3 separate regions of the Mus musculus genome follow, and regions 1 and 2 are each linked to region 3. The links are chromatin contacts, called in public HiChIP or PLAC-seq and promoter capture Hi-C maps. All regions are on one chromosome and are shown on one strand. The core of a region is the stretch at or near the end of the contact, and the rest is flanking DNA. Distances in the headings are between cores, read along the strand shown. Region 1 has its middle 49 kb from the start of Gm42190. Region 2 holds the start of Cpa3 (carboxypeptidase A3, mast cell). Region 3 holds the start of Hltf (helicase-like transcription factor).

Region 1 (4,485 bases), core at 1,107-3,606, 150 kb before region 3:
CTGGCCTGCTCCCACAGTGTGACAGTGTAGAACTTGGCATTGTTGCTAAAATAATATATCAAGCAACATGTGTATCCTGGGTCTAGGTGTATACACCGTCAGAAACTGGTCTTTTCGGAAATTACAACAATGGTGACTATTATAATAGTCAGGTGAGCTCAGACTATTTAAAGATCCAATAAGGCACCTGTTGAAGGTCTCAGCAGATCGGTTGTAAAAAGGAAAAGACCACAAGGATTTACCCTGCCTGACCCGATTTCCTTCCAGAAAGACTGAGTGCATGTGTCAGCCTGGGAAATGGAATCAGATATGAGACAGGGAAAGGACAGGGACTGGAAAGGAATCTGGGAGAGGGAGTAGTCACAGCAGAGACAGAGTATAGTGCCAGTGTGCTGCCTTCCTAGGAGACAGTAAAGATTGAGGCATGAATAGGAAAACAGTGGAACATACCGGGAAGCACATACTGTGCACAAACTGTTGGAGCAGTCAATAATCTTTGTGACAAATCCTGCATTCTAAGTGTCTTCTAGCATAAGGAAAGTGTGAAAATGATTTTGTTTGATGTTATATAGCAGTGGAATAGCCATGGGTTTAACTTTGGCTTTTCAGTCCTTGTTCCCCAGTCTATAATGAAATGGTAAATTGTGTCACAGGTCTCTCACCCTGAAGCACTCACATCTCAGGATGCTTGTGGTAAAAGAGGTCCATGACCAAAACTTGGGGAGCTAATTTTCACTCTATTGATATCTACATCAATGTGTAAAGGGCTTGAGAAGACCTGCAAAGAAAATTCGGGGTGAATGCAGTTATGTTAGCACACTGGTGCCAGTGGAAAGTGGAGTGGGAAAAGGGGGTGTATGGAGTGAGTTTGGAAGCAGTTTATTTCATGTGTGTGGGTGTCTCCTCTGCCTGTATGTCTGTCTGTGCAGCACGTGTGTGCCTGGAGAAGACTCGAGGGCACTGAATTGCCTGGAACTGACATTGCAGAGGGTTGTGAGCCTCCTTGTGGGTTCTGGGAATCAAAGCCAAGTTCTCTGGAATAAGAGCCATCTTAAGCACTGAGCCATCCCTCTAGCCCCTGGGAACAGTTTTAGTTAGGAAGTGCAGTGCATTGGGTCACAGAGAAAGTGTTCCTGGCTGGGGCCTCAGGAGAGTACTCCAGAAGAGGCAGGAGAGAACATATGTATTAAGAAGAGAGCGGAAGAGAAGGAAAGTGGATCCCAAGCAAGGAAATGTCTAGGGCAAAATTCACGGTGTGGAAGGGAGGAAGGTAGTGAAGAGAGGAGAAAAGAGACACTGTTAATTTTTTAGGAGCTAAACCCCAGAGATGAAGCAAGATAAGGAGCCAAGCAGGCAGGGCTGGGTCTGAAGTTTATTTGCCGTGGAAAGAAGCTTTAAAGAAGTGGGGTCATAGGGAAAATGCCCCTGACCACACTGGGGAAGAGAGCTAACAAGGATGCAGCTGAGAAACCAATTTGGTAACTAGTAAACATCTGGATGAGAAATGACAGTGAAAGCAGAATGGCAAAGACCGAGAGGTAAGTGGAGCGCTATCCGGGGTCTTAGTATGTGAGACCATAAAGGGTAAGGGAGAAGGAAGGGGGCCTGAAGGCAGCCCGGGAGCAAAGCCCCATGTGTAAGGCTTGGGCAGAGTGGGAAATGAGCAGGAGAAGGAAGAGACAATCCAGGTGAGCAGGGAGTATTGGAGCCCAAAGAAACATCCCCTGCCTACTGGAAGAGTAGCTCTTAACTGATGAGCCATCTCTCCATTCCCCCACTTAAACCTATGCCTTATGTCAGACCCCCTTCCTGGTGCAGCCACATTGAATAAATTTCTCTCTGCCTTTGCTTTTTTGGCCCCTTGACTGGCCTATTGAGGACAAGTGACTGAGCCTAATTATTAAAACTGCCAGAGCTCCAATACCAAAGTAAAATCCAGCCTGGAAGCTATGACTCGATTGCCAGGGCCAGAAGTGTACTAGAAACACACTTCTAGAAAAATTTGTGTGAAGGAAACAGTCCACAAATGTAGACCAGGGCTAGAACCAAAGGATGAGCAAGCCTGAGGGCTTCAGACATGAATCTCTTAATAGGATAGAGGATAGTGAGGAGGGAGCTGAGGAAATCAATCCAGGTGAACATTGCAGAACGCAAGAGAGGGCCAGGCAGAACCCTCAGATAAGAGGTAGAAGTGACTTAATTATCCTTAGAACTTAAAATAACATGAAAGGATGGGCAGAGGCAGGCATGTCGCCAGCACTGATTTCAGATATCTTTCTTCCTTTGTTTCTCAGTTGGTCCTTAGTTTAATGCAGGGTGGGCTCCTGTAGCAAGTAGGTAGCCACTAGGTGTCAGCCTTGCGTTATGTTTTGTCTTGACCTCAGGAAGACAGAGTAACTGAGGTACCGAGTTTTCCTCCCCTTACCTTTTCCCTCCCTGGATGTTTAAATTCCAGATTTGAATTTTGGAATGGTGGGGAGGAGGCTATGGAGTCAAGTATTTGCTGACTCACCACTAAGGCAAGACCCTCTCTACAGGCTGGTTCTGTGTCAATTGACACAGGCTGACTCACCACTAAGGCAAGACCCTCTCTACAGGCTGATTCTGTGTCAATTGACACAGGCTGGAGTTATCACAGAGAAAGGAGCTTCAGTTGGAGAAATGCCTCCATGAGATCCAGCTGTGGGGCATTTTCTCAATTAGTGATCAAGGGTGGGAGGGCCCATTGTGGGTGATGCCATCCCTGGGCTGGTAGTATCGGGTTCTGTAAGAGCAGGCTGAGCAAGCCAGAGGAAGCAAGCCAGTAAGAAACATCCTTCCATGGCCTCTGCATCAGCTCCTGCTTCTTGACCTGCTTGAGTTCCAGTCCTGACTTCCTTGGTGATGAACAGCAGTATGGAAGTGTAAGCTGAATAAACCCTTTCCTCCCCAACTTGCTTCTTGGTCATGATGTTTGTGCAGGAATAGAAACCCTGACTTAGCCGGGCAGTGGTGGCACATGCCTTTAATCCCAGCACTTGGGAGGCAGAGGCAGGTGGATTTCTGAGTTCGAGGCCAGCCTAGTCTACAAAGTGAGTTCCAGGACAGCCAGGGCTATACAGAGAAACCGTGTCTCCAGAGGGTGTGGGGGGGAGGAAGAAAGAAAGAAAGAAAGAAAGAAAGAAGGAAAGAAAGAAAGAAAGAAAGAAAGAAAGAAAGAAAGAAAGAAAGAAAGAAAGAAAGAAAGAAAGAAAGGAAACCCTGGCTAAGACAAGTTGGTACCAGGGACTGGGGTATTGCTGTGATAAGCCTAACCATGCTTTTATTTGAAAGAATGTGGATTTGGGGACTTTGGATTTGGAACTCAGTGGAATGCTTTAAATGAGGCTTAATGGGTCATCCTAGTAGGAATATGGAAGACTTTGTTGTTGGGAGTAATTTGAACTGTGTTGACCTGGCCCAAGAGATTTCAAAGGATAATAATTTCAGAATGTGGCATAAAGACTGTTTTTGTGGTGTTTTGGTGAAGAATGTGGCTACTTTTTTTACCTTGTCTGAAAAGTCTGCCCAAGGCTAAGGTGAAGAGACTCAGATTAATTGCATTGACAAAGGAAGTTTCAAAAAAAGCCCAGCAAAGACTTTGTTCTCTGGTTAAGTCTTATGAAGAGAAGTTTGAACAGCATAGCAAGCTTAGAAAGGAAAAATATACAATTTCGAGTATTAAAGGGGTACCAGGAAGTGAAATGGAGCAAAATCCTGTGTTCTAGGAGATAACAGATTAAGGGAGTGGGACCTTGGGGCAAGATCCTACCCAGCTAAATTTAGATTCTGGCTTGTTGGTACACACCTTTAATCCCAGGAGACAGCCATGCAGATCTCTGTGTTCAAGGTCAATCTACAGAACAAGATCCAGGACAGCGAAGCTTAGGCAGTGAAGGATTTGGAAAACATAAAGCCAGTGATAATGTAATAGTACAAGGGGATCATGTTCTATGTCCTGCAAACAGCAGAACTTGGCAGCTTCAGCCATGTGGCTCTGGTTCTAGAGTTAAGAATGGAAGGAACTACTGGGACAATTGATGCTGGTTAGTTGGAGCTAAGAAATTAGCAGTGATTAAGAAGAGACCAGCATCACTGAGGTGAAATCTTCTGGGAATTGACCAGCTCACACAGCCTGAGGCTTTCATAGAGGATAGAGGGGTGGGATGGGAGTAGTTGACCTTGGGAGGCCTGTGGTCTGGGTGCTACTAGTGGCGCAAGTGCAGTGTCAGTTTGAATGTAAATTCCTTGAAGATGTGGGAAAATTACATAGAATGTTCCAGGGTGAGTTGAGAGTCACATGGTTCAGTCAAAACTCCTGACCTGTGAGGGCTGGAGTCTCACAATCCAGGGCCCCATGTGGGTGGACCTTCAGCGTGCTCCTCATAGCTGCCTGCAGGCCTTGACCAAGTAGAGCTTGATAAATAACCTCATTTTGAGTTTTTACATAAGCTTAAGTTTTACTTT
Region 2 (4,072 bases), core at 695-3,194, 180 kb after region 3:
GGCTCCTCCCCTGAATTCCTCTGTGAATTCTAGAATTCTGGTAAGGTTTGTATCTGACAAGAAGGTGCAATTTATTAATCTTGTTTTTTAATTTTACTATTTTAGTAATATGCCCTTGACCAAATCACTGTAACTGATTGCTTTTCAGTGTGCTTTAATTTAAAAATGTGGTTAATAGGCTTCCCTGGTGGGTGCTATAGATGTAGTGAGGTGGATATATGCCCTGAGATATCATGAGTGCTGATGTCCTCTTTGCTATTGCCCATAGCTGGAAATTTCAGCAATTTCAGCCTGCAAGAACAGCACTGAGGTTAAAACAGTTTGAGAAGGTTCAAGCTCTTGAGTTTCTTTAAAATCACAGCTAATTTTGAAACCCAGTGAAGTACAAATACACAGTCTGAGATATGTGAAGATGATGTCCAGTCTTCACTATGGCACTCTACCTGGGAGATGTGAGGGAGCTGCTGGGTCTCCGCCATTACACCAAGATAGAGGTATGTTCCAAGTCACTGTGGCTATCTCTTAGTTACATCACACTTCAGGTTTGGGGCAGCCCACCATGGGACAACAAGAGGTTTTTTTTCAACCAACCAACACATCTGTTTACTTTGAAACATCATAGAATAAGGTGAACATATCAGGGGCTAGTTTATAGGCTAAATATCACAATAACAACATCTTCATTATAGCAAAAAATGTGGAGGAAGAGTTTCATGCTCAAAGTACTGTTGTGAACATTTATTAAGTGGCAAGCACATAGGTGTGCCACAGCAGTGTCCCATAGGGAAGTAATAAGAGGAGGTTTTGTGTGCCAGACAAAGCTGCATATAAGCATTTCCATCATGTGAGCTAACAGCAGAAGAAGGAGCAGAATCTCCTAACAGAAAGAACACGGCAATTTCTGCAATTGCTCCAGTCTGAGGCAGAGCATAGCTGCACAGAGGCAAGGATAGTGTGAGTGTGAAGGATACTCAGGAACTAGAATAGGGAGAACTTCTGACTGGTTTGACTGAAGAGAAGCGTGACTGGAATGAAGGACAGGCTTGGTTCTGGGTTTAAATCTGATGAGTGATGTTGGCAGTTTCAGTTACCACCTTTTTATGTCAGGTTCTGTTTCAAGGATGTTACATTGTAAATCTGATGGTAAATATGAAATAAGAGCAAGGTGACTGGGCCAAGCTGACTTGTGTGATAGGAGTGGCTTAACCCATGATAGAAAATGTTCTCTTTTTTGTTAGATTTTAAGAAACTGCTTATATTTAAGAATCTCTTTTGAAGGAATCCTCACTGTTGGAAAGCTATCACCAGCCAGTACTTTACTCTCATCAGATTGTACTTGAACAGAAGTCACCAGAAGAAATTGGAGTGGATGTTGTGGGTGGGGGGACTCAGAGTACAGACAGGAAAGGGGGTAATGGAAAAGGTGCCAAGGATTCCCCTTGTTTTACAGAGTACTTAGGAGCTATTGCTTGTAAAGCAGGAAGGAAAAGAAGTGAACCATGGAAACAAAACTAGGTGTGGTGCTGGCTCCTGGCTGAGTTATCCCAATCGTTTCCGTCATTCCTCTTCCTCCCTCGTTTGTCAACCTTTCATAACCAGTGGGCACTGAAGATAAAATGGAAGGAATATCTCTTAGAGAATTGAAAAGAAAGAGATAAGACCCCTCTGAATGGTTTACCTCAATGCTTTGGGTCAAGTTCTTCAAGACACTGGCGTGCTTTTCATTCTGGAGTTTCACACGGAATACCTTCTCCCTTCAAGTAGATAAAAGACAGAAACCAAAGAAACAAAATTTCAGTGAATTTTGAAGCCATATTCCTTACCTCCTTTTTCACCCAGAGACTGGACTATAGATAGAGAAATTTACCTGTCAAAGTGGACAGGAGCAATTGCAAGTGTAGTGTAGATGACAGCCATAAGCAAGAAGAACCTCATGTTTTTTCTTGGCTTGATCTGACCCCTATACGGGTTTTATACCTCAGCTTTTATCTCGACGAACAGCTGATTTCCTTTGTGGTTCCTGGGGATGAACAGTCCTTCCACCTCATATTTTTTCAGTTGAGAGGGGGCAGGGTTGTGAATATCCAGGCCTCTCTCTACTTTCTTATATTTTTGGTTGTGAGCCTAGCCTCTAATGGCTGAGCCACCTCTCCAGCCCTCTACTTTCTTATTAATAGGAGATATAAATGTCTCTAAAAAAGATTGGGAAAAATCCCTTCAGCAAGTAGTGTGTTCAAGGTGATAGGATGAGTCTATTCACAGAGATAAGACAGTAACGTACCTCTGTTCTAAAATACTAGCCTCCCAGGAAGCTTCAATTAAATAGGTTGAAGCATACTCATAGGTTTTAAATACAAAACAATTAATATACTTAATTTTTGTGAGTATGTGTTTGGAGTGGAGTTTGTTCATGCTATGATATATGTGTGGAGATCAGAGGACAACTTAAATAGAGAACACATTCCATCCTTCTATCATTTGAGTTTTGGGGGATTGGACTCAAATCATGGGTCTTGGTGGCAGGTGTCTTTACCCACTGACCCACTGCACTGATCTCTATCCTACATTTTAAAAGTTACATTTATAACCTCAAATGAATTTGAGTAACTGCCACAGAACTTTGGTGTATAGTCTTTTATTTATTTATTTTTTAACTTTTTATTTTTGGGTTTTCTAGACAGAGTTTCTCTATATATCCCTGGCTGTCCTGGAACTCACTCTGTCGACCAGGCTGGTCTCGAACTCAGATTTCGAAATCCAAGTGCTGGAATTAAAGGCATGTGTCACCACTGCCTGGCTTTGGTATATAGTCTTACGTAATGAAACTTTATCCTCCTCCTCCCCCTCTTTCTTCTTGTTGTTCTTGTTCTTGTTCTTGTTCTTGTTCTTGTTCTTGTTCTTGTTCTTGTTCTTCTTGTTCTTCTTGTTCTTCTTGTTCTTCTTGTTCTTCTTGTTCTTCTTGTTCTTGTTCTTCTTCTTCTTGTTCTTCTTGTTCTTGTTCTTCTTGTTCTTCTTGTTCTTCTTGTTCTTCTTGTTCTTCTTGTTCTTGTTCTTCTTCTTGTTCTTGTTCTTGTTCTTCTTCTTGTTCTTCTTCTTCTTCTTCTTGTTCTTCTTCTTCTTCTTCTTCTTCTTCTTCTTCTTCTTCTTCTTCTTCTTCTTCTTCTTCTTCTTCTTCTCCTTCTCCTTCTCCTTCTCCTTCTCCTTCTCCTTCTCCTTCTCCTTCTCCTTCTCCTCCTCCTCCTCCTCCTCCTCCTCCTCCTCCTCCTCCTCCTCCTCCTCTTCCTCCTTCTCCTTCTCCTCCTCCTTTTCCTTCTCCTCTTCCTCTTCCTCCTCCTCCTCCTCTCTCTCTTTCTTTCTTTGGAAGGTTGGGTGGACAAGCTATTGCTATGTTTGAGTTGGCCTCAACTTCTTACCTCAGCCTTATTGCTTCTGAGACTGTAAGTCTATGCCAGGAAGTAACTTGGTTACATATTATAAATAATCAAAATATTATTATTGGAGGATGTTCTTATTATCAGAGCAACAATTTATACTCCATCCACGAGTTTCATGTATTCTCCCAAGAATCTTTTCTAAACTCTGAAGATAAGAAAGTGTACATTTTTGCAAAATGCCATATGTCTTCACTGGTCAGTGATGACAGCAGTAGAAACTCTCAGAGCAAAGGCTTTTGCCAGAATGTGTGTTTCACAAGAGCAAACTGAAAAGGAAAAGCTTGCTTTTAGATTTAAACAGATACAAGCTTAAAACTGCTCCTAAACCTCAGCTGTACCCTTGTGACTAGTGTCTTGCCTTAGTTCCTTATCTGTAAAGATGTTATGAAGATGTTCATGAATGACAAGATTAACCGAGATAGTGTATGGAAAGGAATTAGCATCTGGTAAAGACTAGATAAAGTATAAGCTCACTTTCAGGGTCTACAAACAGAAACTTACAGTTGGCCACTGTCAGGCTGCAGAGCTGATCAGTATCAACATGTATCATGTGGTAGACTCAAGTAAAGGCTGTGCCCTTAAGGGGGGGTGAAACTTCTCTCTGCATTTATGTTGCTTTCTAATTCAAGAAAGGGAAT
Region 3 (4,162 bases), core at 857-3,356:
CTGTGGAGGCTGAGGCTTCTGCTTCAGGATCAAAGTTGCCCTCAGAATCCCCAGCCTGGGTAACTTTCTGAGTCCTTGTCACAAAGTTTCAAATAAAATAAAGGCTGTGGATAGAGAGCTTTCCCAGGTTGGACAGGCCCTAAGATTCAATACCTAATACTGGAAAAAAAAAAAAACAAACAAAAACCCAAAACCCAACTTTGCATTTGTATCATAATATACCATGAAGAAAGTAAAATATCCGAAGCAAACGAAACATTATCTGCAGTAAGTTTCCTGTTGGGGGAATGAAATATTTCATTCTTCAGATTCTCAGTGAGGGCTAGAGATGTAACTCAGAGGAAGAGTGCCTGTTTAACATGCACAAAAATCCCAGGGAAGATGATGCGCCATCAAATGAATCTTCTGTAAGGCTGATTAACTGAGCTACAATGATTGTGCAGCATTTCAAATGCTGCAAACCCAGAGCCAAATTTTCTTAGGCCATCTCTAGCCTTCTTAATTGCTACTTATTGTCCTCCTCTGCACTTAACATGTTTCTGTGACCACAGGGTAAATCATTTGGAATGTACATACAGTGCTACCACTCAGCAAACTAAACAGCTAAGGATAATGTCAGTATCTTAGGTCTCTAATAAAGGTTCCCTGTAATACTCTTTCCCACCTACCTAATGGTCACACCAAATATATTTGGAAAGTATCTTGATTTATGACTTTCTTTGTCCTGTTAGTATAAAAGCTTCATGAAATGGCTTCAATTGAAACATAGCACTTGGGGTGGCCTAATTCTGTGTTCCCAGGCCAATGACTGATATTTGCCTCCAGCATAAATTGTCTCTTAATACTGTTAAAGTTAGTTTTCTTGTTTTTGCTTCTCTCTCTCTCCTTTCTTTTTATCATAGCATTCCCTAGGGTGCCATTCCAGCAGACAATCCTCAAATGGTCACATTTTACTTTTAGTTCACAGATCATCAATATTTAAGACAATGAACATGTGCCTCTTAAAACATCTTACTGACCACCTTTCATCCTCTGCTGATGGAAGCATAAAATGGACCACTCTAGGAAGGATGACTTCCAGTGTTTAAAATGTTTACAAACACATCTAGACATTCCGATGGTTTACAGCACACCCTATTATGTTTGGCTGGGCAATACCTTTAGCTTCCTACTGTTGGTGCAGCAGAAGATGCAGCAGTTAATGGCTGCTTCATCAAAAGTAGTTTTATGGTCTTTCAAGATGCTGGAATTACCTTTACCTTGCCTGATACTGTTGCATACAAAACTCCAAAGTGAAATGTCCCTTTAGATTATAAAGTATAAACATATAAACTTTATATGCCCCAGTACAGGGGAACGCCAGGGCCAAAAAGGGGGAGTGGGTGGGTATGGGGGACTTTTGGGATAGCATTGGAAATGTAAACGAGTAAATACCTAATTAAAAAAAAAAAGAGAGAAAAAAAAAGTTTCTTTATAGTGCCTCCTTCATTTTCCTAAGAAAACACACGTAGCCCCAGCCACCACCTCGGACCTTACAACTAATGTTGGACCAGTCTGCCTTTTTCAGCAAGAGCTATAAGGTTGTATTACTTTATGGCTTTCTTCTACCAAGGGAAAAAAATTTCTTTAAACACAATAAAAGCGAGATGGGAGAAGGAAATTCGTAAGTTCTCATTCAGATTTCCAGAACTCAGGGTCTCGCATACACGGAGGTCGCTAAGAATAAATAGAGTCAGGGCTCAGCAGAGGAAATGCAGGTATCCCACCCAGGGCTCCTACTGGAGTAGGCCCTGTTAGGCATTCCATCAGATAGGGAGCGTCTGACCTATGGGGACATCCTTGAGGAGTTAGGGCAGTGGCTAGAAGACCTCTTTCCCCCTAGTCCGTCAGAACCTTGAGCCCTGTGGCTCACTCAAGAAGCCTCGATGTTTTACCGTGCAAGGCGTCTCGGACTGCGGAAGAACCAGGTAGAACCCGGACGCGCCGCACTGCCTTTGAATCGCAGCACTGGGCGGAGCTCCCCACCCTCTTGTATTGTGATTGGTTGGTCTTCGTAGACTCTTCCTTTGGATTGGGCCCTGGCGGTGCCGATCGCAGAACGTCACCGGTTTCTCAGACTGTTGCAGGAAGGAGTGGTGTGGACACGTCTCACCGGGCGGACGCGGCCTGGCGGTTCTGATTTGGATTCCGGCGCCTGGGCCACGACGCCTTGAGGAGCTTTATCAGGCTGTCTGGGAAGATCTGGGGAGCCCAGGGCATCCCGAAGTCACCCCGCCCCGCGCCATGTCCTATACGTTCACGAGGTGAAGGGCTGAGGGGGGCTGGGCGTGAGGCCAATTGCTCTGCGCTCTATTCTAGTGAAGGTGCGCGCCCGGGCGCTTTATAGGTGCAGTTTGCATCCCTTCTGCGGGTCGCTTGCCGGTGTTGCTCCTGGAGGCACCAATGCATTGTCGCGGCTGACCAGAGTGGCTGCGACCTCGGAGAATCTGCGTCAAGGGCTTGGCGGGGGGGGGGGGGGGGGGTGGCGGGGGGGGTGGAAGCGGGGGGTGATTTATTCACCAATGTTATCCCACTGTTCGCTAGGCATTGTTATGGTAACAGCTTCCAACTTGTATTTCCCGGCACTATGCAAAAGCGCACTAAAGCATATTTGCAGAGGAGCTGAGAGGGAAACTCGCGACTTGATAGCCCCGTGTGTTTTTAGGAGAACTACATCTTCTAGGAGGCTTCCAGCAAACACCTCTTTTCATCATCTACTGTGGTTTTCATGCCCATTTTTGCAACAATTATCCCTATCCTTTAAAATAATGGGGCTTCAAGGTCAGTTCTCTATAGTGTCACAATTTAGATGCTCGATTTAAAATGTGTTCTGTTCCAAAGGAGTTAAAGCAGAGGATGCTGTGGATGCATTTATGTTAAAATTTAAAGTTATTTTCATAGCGGGCAGTGGTAGCCAAGTACCTGGGAGGGAGAGGCAGGTGGATCTCTGAGTTTGAGGCCAGCCTGGTCTACTGAGCGAGTAGGACAGCCAAGGCTACACAGAGAAACCCAGTTTCAGAAAAGGAAAGAGAAGAGGGGAAGGGGTTAGGGGACCAGGACAGCCAGGGCTATACAGAGAAACTCTGTCTCGAAAAACCAAAAAAAGAAAAACAAGTCCTGTTTTGTTTTTGGTTTTTTGTTTTGTTTTAAAACAGGGGTCCTGTTTGGAAGTATTCGCAGTCTGTCCAGTATGGATCACACGAAAATATTCCAAGACTTTCATACTCAACTTTCTTGCCACATTTTGAATTCCAAGACATTATTCCTCCAGATGACTTCCTAACGAGTGATGAAGAGCAAGATTTGGTTTTATTTGGAACTATGAGAGGACAAGTTGTTGGACTACGCTATTACACAGGAGTTGTAAGTAAAAGATTAGATAATAAAATTATGGTATGTTTATGGTTTTAACAGTAAGTTATAGTAAAAGGTGATGTATACAATGAATGTTTTACTTTGAATGAAAGGCTAGTCATAAATACCTTGACTAACTGATTAACTTCTTACTTTTCTCCTATGCTTATAGTTTATAAAGCACTTTTGCCCACACATTTGGTCCTTGTGATTACTGAGGAACGTGGTAAATTTAAGAAATGACTTCAAATCCATCATGTTTTGCATTAGGTTATTCATTTTTGTAGTAAAAACAGTCCTTGTTCTTTCTTATGTATTCCTGTTCTCTGAAATGAATGTATGTGAAAATGTGTGTGAGAGAAAGAAAATGGACAGATTGAGAATATATATATATATATATATAATTTTCTTTGAACAATAATCTTTATTAAGGGCATCTTTGTTATTTAGTAATATAATTCTAATGATATTTAATTTATTATGAGAAAGTTTCTAACAAAATGAGAATAAGATTCAATGGTTAGCAAGTATTTTCTATTTTTGCTTGCTTTCTCTTCTCTTCTTTTCTTTTCTTTTCTTTTCTTTTCTTTTCTTTTCTTTTCTTTTCTTTTCTTTTCTTTTCTTTTTGTCCTGTAAAAACAAATACCAGTTGTATCACTTTACATTAGTATAGTTCAGTCTGTATTTCTTTAAACTGCAGTTTGGGAGCTGAAGAGACGACTCAGCAGGTAAGAGCCCTTGCTGTTCCTGCAGAGGATTAGAGTACTAT

Evidence for each region. Promoter capture Hi-C pulls out the DNA fragments that hold promoters and counts their contacts. HiChIP or PLAC-seq counts read pairs in DNA pulled down with a chosen protein or histone mark.
Region 1: a contact with region 3 is called in an HNF4G HiChIP or PLAC-seq map of pancreatic cancer cells. The contact joins the enhancer-like site here to the promoter of Hltf in region 3. A contact is called at or near these places in 21 of 39 promoter capture datasets (the 3T3-L1 cell line, 3T3-L1-derived adipocytes, the C10 cell line and 12 more), 2 of 15 datasets of contacts at CTCF or cohesin (large pre-B cells and pro-B cells), 26 of 484 Hi-C or Micro-C datasets (CD4 T cells, the G1E-ER4 cell line, the HPC-7 cell line and 14 more), 12 of 115 datasets of contacts at active chromatin or transcription factors (the 230-238 cell line, astrocytes, bone marrow-derived macrophages and 7 more) and 2 of 9 other capture datasets (adipose tissue and liver).
Region 2: a promoter capture Hi-C map of the HPC-7 cell line shows a contact between it and region 3. The contact joins the promoter of Cpa3 here to the promoter of Hltf in region 3. A contact is called at or near these places in 1 of 39 promoter capture datasets (the HPC-7 cell line) and 2 of 484 Hi-C or Micro-C datasets (both in the G1E-ER4 cell line).

What each region holds. Positions count from the first base shown.
Region 1 is chr3:19,902,540-19,907,024 of GRCm38.p6, forward strand. No RefSeq gene overlaps it. Among named protein-coding and RNA genes, the nearest start is that of Gm42190, 49 kb to the right of the region's middle. Within about 2 kb of position 2,357, at least 18 of the 459 cell types and tissues checked have an H3K27ac peak or open chromatin away from gene starts, as enhancers often do. A contact at or near this core is called in pancreatic cancer cells and rod photoreceptor, where this site is marked.
Region 2 is chr3:20,240,237-20,244,308 of GRCm38.p6, forward strand. It overlaps Cpa3 (carboxypeptidase A3, mast cell), which reads right to left and starts at 1,945. Exons shown (of 11, transcript NM_007753.2): 1 at 1,868-1,945; 2 at 1,679-1,754. The coding sequence starts at 1,935.
Region 3 is chr3:20,055,705-20,059,866 of GRCm38.p6, forward strand. Hltf (helicase-like transcription factor) reads left to right here and starts at 2,107. Exons shown (of 25, transcript NM_009210.3): 1 at 2,107-2,303; 2 at 3,195-3,402. The coding sequence starts at 2,284.